2 separate regions of the Oryctolagus cuniculus genome follow, and region 1 is linked to region 2. Evidence: chromatin contacts called from public Micro-C data. All regions are on one chromosome and are shown on one strand. The core of a region is the stretch at or near the end of the contact, and the rest is flanking DNA. Distances in the headings are between cores, read along the strand shown. Region 1 has its middle 88 kb from the start of MKLN1. Region 2 has its middle 18 kb from the start of MIR29B-1.

Region 1 (4,132 bases), core at 578-3,077, 100 kb after region 2:
ATTTTCCTTACCTAACAGCAGCAACAGGACGGCCTCAGAGCGGGTTCAGCCATGGCCTGTGACGTCAGCATCCTATATGAGTGCTGGATCAAGTCCCGGCTGCTCCACTTCCGACCCAGTCCCCCGTTGATATGCCTGGGAAAGCAGTGGAGGACAGCTGGAGTGCTGGTGCCTCTGCACTCATGTGGGAGACCTGCATGAAGCTCCTGGCTTCAGCCTAGCCCAGCCCTGGCCATTGCAGCCATTTGGGGAGTGAACCAGTGGATGGAAGACGATCTCTATCTCTGTTCTCTTTTTCTCTTTCTCTCTGTAACTGTGCCTTTCAAATCAATAAATCTTTGGGAAAAAATAGTTCACAGGATAATGCTACAACTTCATTGTTTTACCTTCCTCCAGGCCATCGGGGGAAAAACCTAAAATCCTTGAATTTTGAGGTCAGATGTAACATCATCGCCCCAAAATGCAGCAACTTCAAACACGCAAACTGACAGCTCTGGTCATGACCGATAGTGTCATTCCATTAGAAACCAGGTGGTATTTCACAAACAAAGAAGAAAAATATGTGCGATGCAACCGTACCAATTATGACATGTCAGATAATGAATAAGATGGCAAAAGAACCTCTCAAGACAGTAAGATGCGCCCACTTCATTTACCAACCCATGAGCAAGGGTCTACGAACTTCACCGGGAGAGAAGTCAAATCCAAACCAAAGCAAGATAACTTGGATTCAAACGGAGTCGGTGCAGTGGGTTTTGTAAACAGTTCCAAAGTGAATCCTTCAACACCCTGAACGTCACAAAGACAGCCGAGCATCGCTTCTGGCCGCTGAGAAGGCCCGAGGGCTCAGGCCGGTGGCCAGGGTGCGAGCCGCGGCTGCAGCCATAGTCCCAGCTGCCTGGCAGCAGCACTCCGAGGGCCTCCCTTTTTGCCTCCTCCTGTAGCAGGAGCTTCTTTTAGGTCATTCTCAGCTAAAGAGACAGAGTGACTTCTCGGGACAGTGCTGGCCTACATCCCGGCTCAGCGCCACCCGCACTCGCACCCGGGTGCTCATCTGACTCACCCCAAACCTCAGCAGGAAATCAAACATCACACTGAGGATTCTGCAGCAGGCTCCAGCCCAACCAGGAGGTTAGGTTTTGAAAGTAAGGAACTCACTCATGTGAATTCCATTATGAATGGTTTCGGATGAAACACTCACCCAGGGCCCTCGGCCCCCAGTAGCCTCAGCTAAGACTTAACCTTTCTGATTCTTGGTTTCTGCAACCAGCAAATGAGGAGGCAGAAGTACAGGACCCCAAAAGGGTCTTTCCACAGTTGCTTCTGCGAAATACACACAGGCAAAGCACGCTGAAATTTGGAGAATGCACACTGACAGATCAGAGCAACTGGAACGCCTTTCTTAGCCCAATGCTATCAGATCCAAATCTTGCCTTCTTCCTCAAATAGCCATTTTCAAGGCCAATGCTGATGGCTCATTAGAAGATTCATGAAGTCATTCCACATGTTGGTAAATTAAAAAAAAAAAAAGATTCAATTTCCATTTATAAGGGAGTTTCAGAAACTAGGTTAAACAGATTTCTCGGCATCTGAGACTTCAAAGTACTACGTGTGCTGTGTGCCTCTCCAGAAATACCAGAACACAGCACTTCCCCAACTTACCTGCCACCGAGTCCTTTCTCGCATGGCCAAGCCTGCAGGTGCAGGTGCCTGGAGCTTGCTGTGCTGAGATGAAGTGGACAGACAGGAACGGACTTGAAGGGTCACTCGGGGCACTAGCACAGGAGGCCTTGGCTGCCGATCGCGACCCCACAGGTGCTGCTGCCAATGACTGGCCCACGCTCAGCAGCTCTGCCAGGCCCCACCGGTCCCCCTTGGCATCGGCTGCCGGCCTCCGCCCCACCCTCCAACTCCCGGGCCGAGCGGCACAGCACGCGGCCATTTCGGCTCTCGGTTCTGTGTCTACATCTTGCAGAAATGCCAGCTGCAGAGGCTGCCCCCGTGTGACAATCCAAAATAACTGAACCTCTACTCCGCGGCCGCCTTAACTTCCACAATGTTGACGACGGGATATGGGCAACGTTCCGTGGTTTTCATGTAGAAAGGAGAATTCTAAAAAATTCCAAAAGTCCTCAAAGTTTTCTCCCAAGTGGCCAGAACCAAAGAAAACGAACCCCCGAGTCCCTCGGCATGCCACTCTCTTATGGAAACACCCTAAGCCATAAACGACAGTTCAGCAAACACTGGAAAACAGAGGCACAGCACCAGTTTCCTTGAAATTAAAAGCAGAGTTTTTCTGATAAAAACTGTCGACTGAAATACAGTTAACATGTTTGTCACTTTCAGAAAGCCACAAATGAATTCTCTGAAAAACCCAACGTCTTTTTTTTTTTTTTTTAATTTAATCCACAAAACTGGGGCTCTGCCAAAAGGTGGATGTTACAAAACCCAGAGCCACGTGCCCTTCTTAACACTTCGCAGCCAGGACTACAGCGAGCGTGACGCTTCTGCAGATGGGAGGTCCAGGGGCCAGCCGTGGGTTCCTACGCAGGCTATGTTGGGGAACCCCTTGGGCAAGTCACTCAGTGTTTTCCAGCCTCGATCCCCTAATCCGTTATGCGAGAACAGAAACACCTAGCTCACGGGATTAAAGACTTTGCATTAAGACGGAGCTGCCCCTGCCTGGCAGACCGGAACCTACGTTACTTAGAAACAGGTTGGGCTGACAGCGGCAGGAAACCCAAAGCCATGGCAGCTGGGTCATGAACAGTTGCTTTATTTCCCCAGGATGAGCAGCCATGGGCAACGTGGCTTCACGGGCAGACAGCAGAATGAGAAGAAGACAAAAAGAAAGGGCAGGGAGGGGACACACCTGTCCCTTAAGGAAGAGTCTTGGATGGCTCTACGCGACGACGACTTACCTCTTCACTTTTAACCAGGATGTGGTCACACAGCTGCGATGTGGCCAACCACCCTCACTGTGAAGTAGGGCTCGGGTTACTATGTAAAAAGAGGGGGTACGGATTGTGGGGGACAGCCAGCAGCCTCTCAGCAACAGCATCTCCTGTCTTGGGTGGCTGCAGCTTCAGGAGGAGTAACAGCCTGGACACAATGGCATAGCCACATAGTTATATACGGCTGGCATTCGTTCCAAATAGCTACATATCCACGCACTGCTGGTGGTTAAATACTGCACGCCTTTGGTGCGGCAGTATCGGTACTGCCATATCGGAGTATTTGGATTCAATTCCTGGCTCCGTGAATTTGCAATCCCAACTTCCTGCCGACGCATACCTGGGGAGGCAGCAGGTGGTGGCTACAGTTGGCCCAGCCTGTTCTGTTGCGGGCATTTGGGGACTGAACTGAACGAGGAGATGGGAGGTTTCTCTCCATTTCTCCCTCGCTTTCTGCCTTTCAGATACATAAAAAATAATTATTTACAATTAGGAATCAATATTGTGAAATTTGACATTACCTTTGGGAAACTCTACTTTTAAGTTCTACAACAAACAGGATTTCCTTTACACACTGACAATTTGCCCCCGTGTTTTCTTCCCTGAACTGTGCCCATTACAGGGTTCGGTTTTCAGAAACGAAGGGCACCCCACTTTCAGGCCGTGGCTCCTGGAGCTGCTGTGTGCAGTCCAGAGGGAGGAGAAGGCGGCTCTCCCCCACACCCCTCAGCTCCCGGCCACACTCCTGCTCTGCGGGCCACTCCCATCTCTCCCACACCGCCGGAGGCTGCGAGCCAAGGACGGGGGAGGGAAAGGGCAGCATGGACTCTTGCGTCCACAGTCAGCGCACGTGGGCCTTGCACGTGGGTGGGGGATGCTGACGGAGCCGCCGCACACTGCTATTCAACTTAAGCCCAATTAATACCAGGAGTCATTTGCCGCAAAGATGAGCCGAAGCAGGGTGCCCCAGGCCCAGCAAAATGTCTTGTCAACCCCAGATGTCTGTTCTCATTCTTTCTAAGAGTTTAGATCAGCAAGTTCTAAGCTGTGTTCTAGAACTTGGGGGGGGGGCTCTATATTAAGATTTTCTTCCCCCCAAATGCATTAAAAACCATCTTAAGAAGGTGGGCCGCTCCATAACAGCCAGCCTACACGACACGGTGTGCCGGCGGCAGGTG
Region 2 (3,854 bases), core at 105-2,604:
CTGGAGCTCTCCCTGTCTATTCTCACCTCCTGCCCCCACCACAGAGGGCACAGGAAGTGGCAGGGAGCCCTTGGGCTTCACCTGGAATCTCCTCCGGGCCTATCGGGAGATTCACAGAGCTGGGAAATGGGCGCGGGCCCCGCGTGGCCACGCCGGCCCACTGTACGAGGACAACCTCACCGGGCGTGGTGGTGAACGCCTGGTGCCCTCACCCCAACCCCACCCATACCTTCCTCACATCCTGTGGCCCCGCCCCCAGAACTCACTGCCAGAGGGAACCCCTGACAGCAAGTCCCCCTCCTCCGGGTCATGACGACAGAGCCCAGGCCTGTTTGCATCATGGTCACCATCAGCACCATGGGACCTGGCACACAGCAGGTGCTCAAGCAGTCTTTGCTGGGGGCGGAAGGCCTTCGTTGTCAGCACGACCACGTCCCATGTCGAGTGCCTGGGCTCACATGCCGGCTCCTGACCCCAGCGTCCCGCTGATGCACACCCCGAGAGACAGCGGTGTTGACCTGACACCCACGCGGGAGACCTGGAATGAGTTCCCGCCTCCTAGTTTCAGCCTGACCTGACCCTGGCTGTATCGGGTGTTTGGGGAGTTAACCCATAGGTGAAGCGATCTCTGCTCTCAATAAACTAAATAAAAGGAAAAAAAGAACTCTGTCGGGTAAGCAGAAGGATGACCGTGGCAGCACGTCTCACCTTCCCAAGATGCTCTGATCCCAAATGCCCTGGAGACGGGACCTCTGACTGCAGTTCCGTGGCTTCCTGGCCTTGCTGCCCTACCTAATAAGCCAGGCAAATGCGGGGACAGCATCTTGCTACAAAGAACAAAGTGCAGAACAGACCCCGCAAACAGCCGCTGTGGGGGTGGGGGCGTGGTTCATCACCTTGGTCTAATGTTCTACTATGATAGCAAAATCCATACCTAGGAAATGAAACATTCCTCCCTTTGACAACACTGCCAGGGGTACCCAGGACGGAGCAGAGCAGGGTACTGATCCTCAGTGTTTCAAGCCTGGGAAATACTGACCCAGCTCTCTCCTCCCTCCTCCCACTACACCGCACCCCCCACATTACCTGCTCTTGCAAATTCCTGCCTGGCTCTGTGCGTCTGAAGATGCTTCCAGCTCGCTTGCTTCCACCCTGCTTCCCTGCAGGCCCGGGAACACCACCCCCTCTGCTATTAAGATCTGTTCAACTGTTTAATTACACAGCCCAACCCGGCCAGCAACCTCTCCACAGCCTCTCAGTGCCAGCCAACCCCGCCGCCCACTCGCATTCCCTCGCTGTCTCACTGCCCGGGCACACACACCTCCCACCCTGTGCGTTTCCCACTCACTCTATCGCAGCTGGGATCTCCCTTGTTCAATACGCCCAGGAGTTCACGGAAACACCCCCACACCCCACCCCCAACACACACACAGAACCACACCAGCTCTCCGCTCCTCCCAGAGCTCTACCCAGGAGGTGAGCGGTCACGCACAAAGATTCACAGCTGCCACCTGGCCACCGGGAAAGGATCCACGCGTGCTGGTTTGAGACTCCTGCTGGAGACGTGGCGGGGAGGGGATGCCCACAAGGCAGAGGACAGGAGACAGACACTCACTGAAACCCACGGATTCTTTCTCTGAGTCTGGCTGGCCAGGGTTAGGATGCCCACTGCCTTTGTTAACAGATTTGCCCTGGGAAAAATCCACACACTGCACTAGTGCGCACACCGCCAGCTCCGAGGACCTGAGCCCGGGGTGCTGAGCCACATGTCTGCACTGCACCAGGCGGCCATGGCCTCGTCGGCACAGCAGGGGGCGGTCGCTGTGCGGCTCAGATGGAGCCACGCGTGAGAAGTGCCTCATCGACTGCCCACGCTCGACACCGTGTAGATGAGCTCCTGCTGTCACCATGTGTGTCACTTCTCTTCCTCACTCAAATGTTTATTGGGTGTCTACTATGTGTCAAGGTGTTTATCCAAAAGTAAACAGCACCCAGACCCACCGCCAGCTCTCAGAGGCCAGCAGGAGTCAGGAAAGACAGACAGAAGGGTAGGAAGTCGGAACAAAGCCCGGTAGACGCACAAAGGGGTATGCGGAGGCCACCTGTGGACACGGTGGGTGGCCAGGACTCAGCCTTGAGCAGGCAGGGGAGGCTGCCTGCAGAAGGTTCCATCTAAGCAGGGACCAGAGGGCTGGCCAGGAAGGGGGAAGGGGAGGGGCATCCAGGCTGAGGCAGGCACAGCCAGCATCACCTGGCTGGAGCAGAGGTCCAGACCCGGGAGAACAGAGCGCCGAGAGTCTCAGCAGGGAACCAGCTCTCTCTGACGCAGGCACGACACAGCCACGCAAGCACCCGTGGCGGGAGGCAAGACTCCTGCGTCTCCGCAGGGAACGTAAACCACGGGGCCTGGACTGACCAAGGAGCTCTACCTGTTTCTAATCAGGAGGAAAGGCTGGTCCATCGGGGGCCACGTCGCGTGTCGCCTCCCCTGGTGGCTGTGACAGCTGCTTTGCTAATTACCTTTTCTGAGTGTGCACACTCACGGCAGTGCAGGGGGCGCCTCGCGCACGTGCAGCCAGGTGGTGGACAAGGCAGGGCACAGAGCACACAGCCAGCGGGGCTGCACTCGCATAAAAACCACCACAAAAGAAAGCCGACTCAGTGATGGGGCGTGGCCCCTGGGGATAAGCTGCCTCCCCGGTACGAGCCACTTCTGGAAGCTGGATATGGGTACAAGTCAAGAGCTTGGGTGGAAGAGCCAGGGGGCTGTGCTGCAGAAATCCCCCCCCCCCCCACTTACCAGCCGTGTGGTCTCCGGGGCGATGATTTAATTTCTCCCAGCCTTAGTCTTCTGTCTGTAAAATGGGCACCATAAAGGTAGCTGCCACAGAGGCTTATTAAAAGAGATAATCAATAGAAGTCCTTGGCCCGGCGCCTGGCACAGATGTTGTTAGGAACCTGCTGGTGGTTCGGGATGACCGTCACCTCTGGCTGACACGAGGGAAGAATGAGGGACTGGAACATGCGGGCGAACGATCCCTGCTGAGTCTGACCCCAGAGCACCGAGGCCACAGGAAATGCGCCCACAGTGAGCTGGCACTGTGGGTTAGGGTTAGTCACCATCAGGACACATGAGGTCACTGTCGATCGACACTTTATCACATGGTGGTGACATCTCAGTTCTGTACGAGTGGGCTCTCCAGCTCAATAAGCAGAGCAAAAATACCACCCAGGAAAACACCCCCGATCTCTCTAAGACAGCCTCAAGATTCCCTCTGTCGTGAGTGTGTGTGTGTTTTTAATCCTGGAAAGTAAACGTGGGGTATTAGAAACAATGTAGCATAGGGATCCATCTTCAGAGTTAAGGCTGAAGCTCAGTTTCTCCTACTTGCTCTCCTCGCCTGCTGTACAATCCCACTGCCTGTGAAGGTGTCCACACTTATTCCGTGCGCCCATCTCAACTCTTGCCCAAGTTCTCAGTTTGTCTGGCGTGTCAGCGCTGGGGAGACAACTCACACGCATACAGCTGGGCCTCAGCTGGCACGGCAGCTTTCCCAGGGACACCTGGCTCAGGCTCCCCCGTGTTCAAGGCACAGCATCTGCAACATAACTTCATTTCCACTCCACGGCACCTATGATCTCACTGTCTTCCCTCCTGCACGTCGGGCCTGGAAGCTAAATTCTCAAACAAGCTGAGGACTTAGAAGGTGATTCATAAACTCCAGGCATACCATGCTGATGAGCGGTACAGAGGCCAGTGACTTACATCAGTCTGCCGCACATTTTAACAGGAAGGCAAATAACAGGTTAGATGCTTTCTACCTACCCTCCCTTGCTCCTGGCAAATTAGTAAA

The links. Hi-C and Micro-C count contacts between places; a contact is called where the count stands out from the background.
Region 1: a Micro-C map of ear pinna shows a contact between it and region 2, with 3 times the contacts expected there. The contact joins two enhancer-like sites. A contact is called at or near these places in 3 of 6 Hi-C or Micro-C datasets (ear pinna, embryonic fibroblasts and psoas muscle).

What each region holds. Positions count from the first base shown.
Region 1 is chr3:167,060,139-167,064,270 of mOryCun1.1, forward strand. No RefSeq gene overlaps it. Among named protein-coding and RNA genes, the nearest start is that of MKLN1, 88 kb to the right of the region's middle. Within about 2 kb of position 1,828, at least 1 of the 8 cell types and tissues checked has an H3K27ac peak or open chromatin away from gene starts, as enhancers often do. A contact at or near this core is called in ear pinna, where this site is marked.
Region 2 is chr3:166,958,822-166,962,675 of mOryCun1.1, forward strand. No RefSeq gene overlaps it. Among named protein-coding and RNA genes, the nearest start is that of MIR29B-1, 18 kb to the left of the region's middle. Within about 2 kb of position 1,355, at least 3 of the 8 cell types and tissues checked have an H3K27ac peak or open chromatin away from gene starts, as enhancers often do. A contact at or near this core is called in ear pinna, where this site is marked.